2 separate regions of the Mus musculus genome follow, and region 1 is linked to region 2. The links are chromatin contacts, called in public Hi-C maps. All regions are on one chromosome and are shown on one strand. The core of a region is the stretch at or near the end of the contact, and the rest is flanking DNA. Distances in the headings are between cores, read along the strand shown. Region 1 overlaps Mast4 (microtubule associated serine/threonine kinase family member 4). Region 2 holds the start of Gm41046 (a long non-coding RNA gene).

Evidence for each region. A called contact is a pair of places that touch in the nucleus more often than the background predicts.
Region 1: a contact with region 2 is called in a Hi-C map of conventional type 1 dendritic cells, with 2.6 times the contacts expected there. The contact joins two enhancer-like sites. A contact is called at or near these places in 1 of 39 promoter capture datasets (embryonic stem cells), 1 of 15 datasets of contacts at CTCF or cohesin (embryonic stem cells), 41 of 484 Hi-C or Micro-C datasets (B cells, the Ba/F3 cell line, the HL-1 cell line and 22 more) and 11 of 115 datasets of contacts at active chromatin or transcription factors (astrocytes, embryonic stem cells, large pre-B cells and 1 more).

What each region holds. Positions count from the first base shown.
Region 1 is chr13:102,896,931-102,902,006 of GRCm38.p6, reverse strand. All of the region lies in intron 4 of Mast4 (microtubule associated serine/threonine kinase family member 4), which reads left to right. Among named protein-coding and RNA genes, the nearest start is that of Gm30106, 8.3 kb to the left of the region's middle. Within about 2 kb of position 2,531, at least 173 of the 459 cell types and tissues checked have an H3K27ac peak or open chromatin away from gene starts, as enhancers often do. A contact at or near this core is called in conventional type 1 dendritic cells and hematopoietic stem and progenitor cells, where this site is marked.
Region 2 is chr13:102,666,393-102,671,654 of GRCm38.p6, reverse strand. It overlaps Gm41046 (a long non-coding RNA gene), which reads left to right and starts at 5,196. Exons shown (of 3, transcript XR_873886.1): 1 at 5,196-5,262. Within about 2 kb of position 2,569, at least 32 of the 459 cell types and tissues checked have an H3K27ac peak or open chromatin away from gene starts, as enhancers often do. A contact at or near this core is called in conventional type 1 dendritic cells and hematopoietic stem and progenitor cells, where this site is marked.

The sequences.
Region 1 (5,076 bases), core at 1,282-3,781, 230 kb before region 2:
AGATCACCAAATCACCAAAATCTTTATCCACGCCAACTCATACTCTGCTCTGCTTTAATCCCTTCAAGGAAATTCTCCTTTTTTTTTTTTTTTTTTTTTTTTTTTTTGACACTTCAACTTGTATTTTTCTGAGGACTCCAACTTGTAAAAACCAAGAAATAAAAGAAGTTTTGTTGCTACTGTTTTTTCTCCCCCCTTCAACCTTTTTGCTAAATTTACATTACTTGGAGTTGTTCTGAGTAGCAGGTACATGCAAGGATTTTTTTTAACTGTCATAATTAACAAAATATATTGACTCTTGATGAACACCTGCCTGCAGAAACATCCAGTGGAGGAGGGGGGGTTGTTCGTTCGTTTGATCATGCATATATGAGAAAGGTGGAAAATGGATTTTTTTTTCTGCCCCAACATTCAGTGCTTAAAGCTGTTGATAAGTTTGTACTCACCTCTTTTATTGAAAGACCGGTACAATTGACATCTGTTCAGTACCTAGCATGTATCTATGTGACCCAAAGCTGAAAGCCTCATGTGTGCCTTCTGCAAAACCTGCCAGGAAAGCCTTGTAAACCAGAGCTGTGGGGTATTTCCAAGGTGCAATAGGCCCCACGCATGCTCAGTGCAAAGGAGAGACTTGGATCTAGGAGTCCAGGAGAGGCACCATACACAAAAGGCCACAGTTCAGGACTTCTGAAAGATGCAGGGCTATTTCTCGGAGAGCATAGTGCCTTCCCAGAGGGAATAGAAATGGTGCGGACCAAAGCTCAGTGGCTGTGGTCAGAGAGAGGTCAGAGAGAGAAGACTGCACACATTGCTGGAGCAAGAAAGACCCTAGATGGAGCTTGCTGGGTACCAAAAACTGTAAGACAGCAATGAGGAGGCGGCTGGATCTGAATTTAGTACACCTGGGTTTATCTCTGGCCCCTGTGGTGTTGGGCAAGTTTACTTTCTTGAACTTCAGCGTCTCCATCTTTGAAATAGGGATAAGTAAGTTACTTATTGAGTTGTGTGTGTGTGTGTGTGTGAGCTTCATGACTGTTTCCTTTCATCCTTACCAAGGCTCACCCTGCTTGCCTCACATCTCTCATCAGCTCCAGCCTGGCTAATACGGCCTTTATTTTTCCTAATGCAATTACCGGCGAATAAAAACAATGAATAAATCTTAGCTGTTGACATCACCACGGTCATGACGGCATGGGTAGTCAGCAGCGTGGCTGAGGAGAGCTGAAGTAGCCTATCCTTAATCCAGTGGGGAGAGAAAGGGGGTGACTAGTGAGTGACTCTGGGGAGCTCCGGCCTGGAAGCAGGGTGAGATCTTCACACCAGTCAGTCAGTCATTAAACCATTGCATCGGCCTAGCTGAAACTTTGTAAGGTTTACAGAAAGGATCTGCTACCTGGGAGAGAAGTTAAGGATGTGAACTTCTTAACTTGATAGGAGCCAGTCAGTGAGCCATTGTCCTTGGACAAGCAAGGATTCCACCGTGGCCCTGGAAAGTGGTTTTGGCTTGAGGGCCATCTGGGTGGTAGTCAGCAAACACGCAAACGTGGGGAATGGGAGAAGGCCGGTTGGAGCGGGGGTAGTAGGGTGGGGGGGATGGATACCTGGAGTTGCTTCTTGTATCCCCCTCCTCCCACACACACAGTTAAAACCACATTTGTGGAGTTTTGATTCTGTTTGAAGGACCACTGGGAATTCATTCCTGCCTTCCGTTCATGCTGAGGCAAGGACTACAGTAGTGAATAAGTCAGCCTCACCAGTAAACAGATATCTAAAGAAGCCCATTGCCAAATTGGGGTCAGTGTTCCGACAGCTGCAAGAGTGTGGAAGGGAGAGAGAGAGAGAGAGAGAGAGAGAGAGAGAGAGAGAGAGAGAGAGAGAGAGAGGGAGAGAGGGAGAGAGGGAGAGAGAGAGAGAGTAACCTTGTGGGTGTGGAGTGGGGACTGCTTTAAATAAAGAGGCTAGGGAAGTCCCTTTGAAAAGGTAATATTTAAAGGGAGGCTGAAGACTGTGAGAAACATTTGGGGGGGGGGCAACTGTCTGGCAACATCAAAGTCTCTTGAGGCAGGAAGGACAAAAAGAAAGTCCCCAGACAGGAAGTTGAATTTAGGTATAGGGCATTGACCTGGAAACCATCATTTATACCATGGGAGGTGTAGATTATCTTAGTCTGGAAGAAAAACAGCGTCATTGAAGGAATGGGCAGAGATGACTTTCAAGGGGATAAGTCCCCCAAGAGTGAAGGGTGGCCTGTGTGCATGCGTGCGTGAGTGTTGTCTCTGGCTCACACAGTGGGGAGACCATCAGTGCCCCCAGCATCAACAGTTGTCCAGTGGTACTCTGAGTTGTCATTTGACCAGCACGGTTGGTGTGAAGCAAGGAAATGCAGATTGGGTGGTGACCACCTTTTGTGGGCAGATAAACCCAGAGGTCATGCATCGTGGCACCAAGCCTTATATGTTCAGGCAGCCCAGGAGCCTCGTTCCTGAATCACATCCCCTTACTCACCGTCTGCTCACCCCATGGGCTGCTCCATCACCAGAGTTGGCAAGGGCAGAAGTTTCCTTTTCACATCCTCCCTGGAAGTTCAAGTTCCTCCCACAGCCTGTGAACCTCGCCTCCCCTCCTCTCCCCTCCCCTCTCCTCCCCTCCCCTCTCCTTCTCTTCCCTCTGAGCTTGCTGCTGGAGTTTCACTTTAAAGCCTTGACTCAGCTGGGTGCGGTAGCCTACACCTGTAATATCAGCAGCACTCTGGTGGAAGAGGCAGGAGGATTGCTGCATGTTCAGGCTATTTGGTCTATGGGACAAGTTTTAGGCTAGCCGGGGCTATACTGTGAGACCCTGTCCGCAAACAGACATATGAACCCACATAAAGCCCCGGATCTTCTTGGGCCTAATTCCCCTCACTGTTGGCTCCCTCCTGAGCCCTGGCACCAGGCCGTTTCTCAGCAGCTGGTTCCACAGGTGGCCGAAACCAGGCCCCACTTGTGGCTCCTCCTCGCCTCTCCACGCCTGACCTGCGGGCTAGGCCCCTCCCTGAGTCCCTGAGCCATTTCCTCCCACTCCTGGCCTTGCCCAGGCCTGTTTCATAACTGCTTCCTTTCATCCCTCTCCTGTCTTCACGTTCTCCACTGTGCCTTGCCTATTGCTGCAGGACTCGCCCTGTCATCCTCTCATCCAGTCAGCTCCAGCTTGGCTAATGTGCCCTGAAGCTGCCTTGTAGAGCTCACCCCTCCTCCCCGGCCCTGCCACACCGTGCCCAGCCTTTTCCCCGAATAATTCATCCAGGGAAGAGAGGGCTCTACTCCAAGACTTTGGTATATACGGCTCTTGCTGCTGTCTGCTGAGAGCCTGGGTTTCCGCCTAGCATAGGGAGTTCTGACAGTCTCTGCAGTTCCCCCTTAAGGCTGACCAGATCGCAGCAATCAGGAGAACAAAGGCAGGTGGATTCTCAGAGTTCAAGGCCAGCCTGGCTCAGAATGGGAGCTCCCAAGTTGTCACTGCTGCCCTGTAATGTTCAGGTGTATGGTGATGGAGGAGGAGGCAGAGCAGTGAGGAATGTATAAAGTGAAAAAAGTGGGTTTCCAAAAAAAAAAAAATGCATTGGAAATAATCGATGAGGACATGGAAGCTTATGCTTTGGAGAAGGAGTCACAGCTCTTCACCCTGTAACTAGGCAGTGCGTTTGTGCTTCTCTGGCTGGCTGCTTTAAGGTCCAGGATACTGGGACAGGGAGGTAGGATATGAGAAAGAATGTGTTAGTCTTTTATGGCTTTGCCTGGTTTTCTTTACAAATATATCTGGTATCAGGAGTTTAAATAGTATCTTTTAAAGCAGGGGAGTCATAAGCTTTGCAATAGAGACTAAAAAGCTGGTAGATATTGGTATCAAAAAATCCTTAGTCCCTATGGGTCTGTAGAGGAAGAAGGCTTGGAACTGGGCTGGAGCTATACAACTCTGTGGGGAGTCTTCTGTGTATTGGTTAGAATAAAAGTAGCTCTTCCCTTGGAGAGATTCCGATTGGACCCTCCCCAGCAGGGTCCGGAGCACGCCCAACTCTAGTGTGAGCACACACAGAGGTATTTTATTTTAACCTGTCTTATCTTCACTAGATGTCATCTAGTCATTTGAGTGTGACATCATGGTAACTGAATAATCGCTTTGAAAGTTAAGGAGGAGAGCCAAGATGTTTTTAAAAAGGGCCTGGGGCCACGGGGATGAAAGTGGATGGGTGGTGTCCATAACTTTGTCTATTGGAAGCCATCACTCTCTATGAGTAGAGCTGGCTATGTATTAATAGTCACGAACGTGTTTTTCATGACACATGGGTACACTTTGTAACGAGAGAAATCTCTAAATAAAAGTTCACACGGGCTGTTAATTTTTTGAAGTTCCCATACTTTCTGTTTTCTTTTCCCTCTATCTGCCTGGAAATTAGGGAGTTCCGTCAAGGACTCAGCGGTAAATTTTTAAAATGTTGACCTTAAGCTTTGTTATAGAATAGCAGGACCTGAGGGGGTTTTAGCTGTTGGGGACTGATATCAAACTGAACAGTCATATTGTTTTGTCATAAAGAAAAAAGGAACTTAGTATAAACTTTAGGCTTTGGTCAGTATTTGAATGTAAAATGGATGGCTACGAATAGACAATTGTTAGTGTTTATCTCATTTCTTAAGCACCCTGTTGGTTGCTTTATTATAGAACCCTGGGGAATTTTCTATTCTGCTCCTATTTGGGTCTTCAATTTATCAATGACCCTGGTTTTGTTAGTGTAGTGTCTTTTATCCACTATAATTGCAGGCAAAGTGCAGATCTCAACATAAACCTCAACCTCTTTAGAGCAGAGAACCAGCTCTCCATGAGTCTGGGAAGTTTCTAACCTGACATGGAAGTTCATGTCTTTTAGACTAATGACTTAGGTTCCCAGCAAATTGCCTGGGCGGAGCGAGCCACCTGATGGGTCATATTTGGATCTTGCTGAGATCACAGCCGATAGCCATAGGCTTCGAGGGGAGAAAGCTGAGCTCAGCAGGCCCATTCTTCACCATGAGAAATATAGATGCTCGTTTAGCCATGTTT
Region 2 (5,262 bases), core at 1,320-3,819:
CCCAAGGATCCATTTATTAGAGGTGCCTCTGTTCTTAACTGATAGCATGTCATTTCTGACATTAGAACATGGAATGTGATCTGACAAATCAGGGCACCTGGAAGGGGGATTGTCTACACTTGCAGTTCTGGGGAGGGCGGAGTCTCCTAGGTGGACAGTTGAGGAAAGGCCTCAAGGAGCTGAGTGGGTGAGTAGTGACCTTTGTGAAAGAGAGCCAGATCCAGGGCAGAATTTCAGGAAAACCCTGAGGTAGGGTTGGCATTGATCAAGAGGAAGATGGGCCTGACTGGAGAGTATGAGGAAAGTGGGGAACAGGGGAAGGCAGAGACTGGGCAGTCACCAGGATGAATATAAATACCTCAGGTGATGGAGGGCCTCAGTGGCCCCTTCTCTGAGATAGAAGGGAGAGTTGCTGAAGGGTTTCTAGGAAGGAGAAGAGGGATGCCACCTGACTTAGGTTTTAAAGGTCTGCCTCATGAGCAGTGGAGCACCCAGCAATGGAGGTCGAAGAGAATGGTGGCCTGCCTGGAGATGTGGGCAGTGGGGATGGCTGGGAAGGGCCAGACACTGTTTGCAGCTTGAAATCAGGAGCAATGGGGCTTCTTATGTATTAGATAAGAGGGAGGAAGGAGGGAGAGAGGAAGGGAGAGGGAGAGGGAGGGAGGGAGAGAGGGAGTCCAACAACAAGAGATCTCACCACTATCTCTGAGGTTCTTGGTGTAAGCAACTGGAAACCAGACTAAATTAAGCGTTTCGTCTGGAACTCCTGGTCCTAATGTCTTAATTCCCTAAAGCCACTGGAACAGCGCAGACCTTTACAACAGCTGTGTCACCCTGCCATGCATCCTTCCCTGGGGAGTGTCTGATCCCTTCCCTAAACACTTGCCCAGCTGTGGGCCTCTTCTACATCTGTGTGCAGTGGCCTTAGACCAATCCTTGTTTGGAACAAGGCCAGGTCTGCAGCCAGCCCCAGTTTTTCCACACATAGAAGCGAGCAGGTGGCCCTGGTCTTAGTCTTCGCACGGTGTTTGGTGTCATTCTGTCAATCTCTTTTCGTTGTCATGCAGAGTTCACAGGGGTTGGTTACATCCCAAGGTCAAGTCTTCTTGACCTGGCGTTGGAGCAGTCAAGGGCAATCAGCAGCTCAGCACTGGTGGGGGTCTTGGTAGCCCGACTGAGGGCTGATTAACAGTAAAGGTAGAGTGCCTTTAAGTGTGAGGGAGGTGTCATCTCTTGCCTCAGGTGGGCTTTCACTCAGGAAGTAGAGTGACAGTCATTCACGGTCCCACAGCACTTTGATAAAGTCAGTGGTCAGGCAGGGCAGAACCAAAAACATCCCCAGGTCTCAGCCATCAACTACCTGGCCCATTTTTGTCTCTTGTTTTCATCAGTACTTTAGATACTCACACCCCAAATGACTCAAATTCCTCCTGGATTCAAGTTTTCTCCTTGTCAGGACCTTTGAGCAAAACAGGCTCAGGGACAATACAGAGCCGTGAAGGGGTGGCAGCTGTCGCAGTACAGGCTTGCCCCCTGCGCCCTGTGTCCGTGTAGTTATGTGGGTCACATGTATCGGGTGCTGTAGGGCTTTGGAGACTCGGTGGCAAAAACAGTTGTCTGCAGTAGTTGGCTTTGTTTTGACCTAGTCCCTGCCCCACAGAAGCCTCTCAGTGGGGCACAGCACAGGGTCAGGCATCTCTTGTTTCCTCCCTGATAGCATTGGGAGGGCTACCATTTGGCATCTCTCCCAACCTTTGGTTAGAAGTGCGTGCACATACCCACGAACACTCAAACGATGCCTATTTAAAACAAAGAGCTCTGGCAGGGAGAGGGGGGAGTGGTGAATTTAAATGGACTCCGCTATTTGTTCTGGAACGACTCCTGTTTATTTAAGTTACCAAACGGAGCAGTCACAAGTTCTGTCAAATTCCTCAGACACCCAAATAGCTCCACATTTCAAAACCTTTGCCCTTCCCCACATCCTACCCCGAGGCTGTGTTGGTTGCTGAGTCTGACAGGTGCATTGTGGGTCAGGTGGCCTGGGCAAGTGGAAGGCCTCTGTCATGTTTCTACACCAAGAAACGAGAAGGCATCTCTGGGGAACTGAACATTGTGTGGACAGAGAATGTTCCTCACGGCACCAGGCAAAATGGTCTGCACCAACAAACTGCTTGTGGCCCCCTCTTGAGCCTTGCCCTGGCAGCTGCTCTGATTAGCCTTAGAATTTACATCTGCTATGAGTTCTGGGTCAGTCAGAGGACCTCAGTGGACAGGTTTGGAACCAGAACCAAGTTTGAGACTCTCCCCCTTCATTATCGTTCAGAAACATTTGTGACTTGATGTGGACCTGAGCAAGCTTTGGACAAACTGGGGGTTTAACACCATTCATTCTTTGTAGGTGAGTTTAACATTGCTACTGGGATGTAACAGATTAAAGTGCAGAAGTCAGCTCTCATTTTCTGATCGTGGCTGCAGCAAAATCTACCACGAAGACTTGCTTCCCTATGCATAGCTTAGATGTATCCATACCAGAGAGAGGAAAGTGTGACTTCATTTGAGGAAGTGTGTCCTTTGATGGCAACATTTTTTTTCCCAAATGCCACACAGGCACTGGGAGGGGTAGTAGTGTAGTCTCTGGGGTATCCTCCGGGCTTCTGTCCATCCTGTCCAGTGGAACCGTGTTGGTTTTTATCTCTGCGCTCCAACAGTTTCGAATGCTGGAGTCTGTTCTTTGACCTCCCCCATGTGAGGGGACATTGCTTTAGCATTTGCTATGGTTCAAGCACTGTTCTAAGGGACTTAGAGCTATTAACTTAGATTTATAAACCACAGAATGCTGTTAAAGAAAATACCTAAGATGTATAAGAAGTGTACATTGTGTTCTTTTGCTCCTATGAAAAACAACATATATGTAATATATACCACATATATTTTATGTAATTACAATTTTTATATAAACTTAATATAATTTTTATATAAATTATAATATATATAATTTTTGTCTCTTCCTTTGTTTCTCCATTTCTCTGTCTACCTCTGTCCCTCTGGGTTTTTTGTTTGTTTGTTTGTTTCTCTGTCTGTCTCTGTCCTTTGTCTCTCTGTGTATATGTGTGTATTTGCAAGAGGAGGAAATATAGAAAGATGAACAAGAAAATGGATAAGTTATTTCCGAGGTGATAAACTGAGGTGTAAGTATGGTGTAAATGGGAGAATTTTCACTTTATTGTAATTTACTCTCTTTGAATTATGGTGTGTGTGGTATATGTATATATTGGGGTGTGTGTGTGCATACGTTGCAGGAAATATTTTAAAAAGACCATCACGATCCCTCGCTAGTGATAGACACAGCGGGGCTACATGTCTCCATGATCTCTCTCTGGGTAATCTCTCTGGGCCGGAGCTCCCGAGTTCCCTTGGATCATTGCCATGCCAGCCCCATGCAATAACCGTCCACCCTGTGGTCAGCCGCCACAACATCCAGCAACCTGGTAGAAACAAATCTCTTGAGATGACCGGCAGGTTTCCTGCTCTACTGCCGGCAACTCTCTGCCCTGTGGGGCTGGCTGGCCATGCACTGGCCGACAATGGCCAACCTATTATCTCATGGAGACTCTGACTCAGACCTCCACAATCTCCCCACCCAGCTCGCTAGGTTCCCACTTTTGGGTTGCTATCATGCCAGCCTCATGCTTCAAAGCCCCCGAGGCCTTTGTGGTGCACATCAGGCAAACCCTTGCTTTGCCGCCGTACTTTTGTCTCTGGAACCCAGTCAAGTTCCTGAGAGAAGAAAAACACCACACAAATTTAGCTCAGAAACAATGGTAACTCAATCTCTGGGTGCAACAACTAAACCTAATCTTGTAAGCAGTATTAAATCTGATTCCTCTGGTGGCGAATCCTGATGGATCCACCACTGAAACCAGGAGACACTAGTAGCTACATGTAGACCTTATGCCATTACCGTTCCAATAGCCTCTAACCCTCTCTTCCTTCGTCCAACTTGAAAGTCCTTCCTACTCGCCCAGTGATTGGCTCCTTTATTCATTAGGGGATTGAAGTCACATAAGTATGTGACTCACTCCTTGTTCATGACCCCTCCCAGGAAAGCAGGATTAGCACCAAAATATAAAGAGCACCAGGCCCACCCACAACATGCATATGTGTATGTTGGTGTGCATGCATGTATATGAAGGTCAGAGTTCAGTACTGGGTCTCTTCCATTTCTTTCCACTTTAGTTTTTGAGGCAGGGTCTTTCACTAAATCCAAGGCTCATTATTCGGCTAGAACAGACTAGGCAGTGATCTGCAGGGATCTTCCTGTCTCTGCCCCTCATCCACAGGGCTAGGGTGATATGTGTACACCATTAAGCTCAGCATAAGATGATGCTGAGATGCTGTGGCTTCAAGTCAGGTCTCATGTCTGTGCGGCAAGTATTTTACTGACTGGGCCTCAGCTCTTGAATTATTTTTTTTTTTTAACTACGTGGGAACTATTTCTACTTCAATGGAAACTCACTACGTTTGTCTTGAAATGGAAGAACGTGAAAGCTTTGTGGGCCAAGATAACTTTATGGATGAGACCTGGGCTGAATCCCAGAGAGAGCAAGTCCAGTGTGGTCTCATGCACACAGCACTGTTGGAGGAAGGGGAAGTGGAGGGAGGGAGGTAACAGGAGAGGGCCGGGGAGGAGGAGGAGGAAGTGGGGAGAGGGGCTGCTGGAAATAGTCTTAAAGTCTCCCAGAGTCAGATTAGAAACGAGAAGTGGGATTGCACCTGTAACTCACTGTGTATGTGTGGTTATAAGCCTAAGCTTTCATAACTTTTTTTTTTCTCCTGAGACAAGGTTTCTCTGTATAGCCCTGGCTGTCCTGGAACTCACTTTGTAGACCAGGATGGCCTCAAACTCAGAAATCCGCTTGCCTCTGCCTCTCGAGTGCTGGGATTAAAGGCCTGCGCCACCACACCCGGCTTAAGCTTTCATAACTTAATGAGACAGGGAGGTCTTACTTTATCATGCTCCTAGACGAAAATCCTGTTGATAAAAACTTGTAAGATAGTATTACCCCCTGTTGGGATACTGGCCGTTACACAGTCCTCAAATATATGTAGCAGGAAGTATCTGTGCTGAGAAGGCAGGGGAGTCAAGCCCAGGAAACTCACACTCTTAAAGCTAGCACACACACTCAAAACGCTGCCAAGCGCATCCAGCCTTTTGACACTGTGACACCACATTGCCCTGTACAAAGTTTACGTCTGAGAACT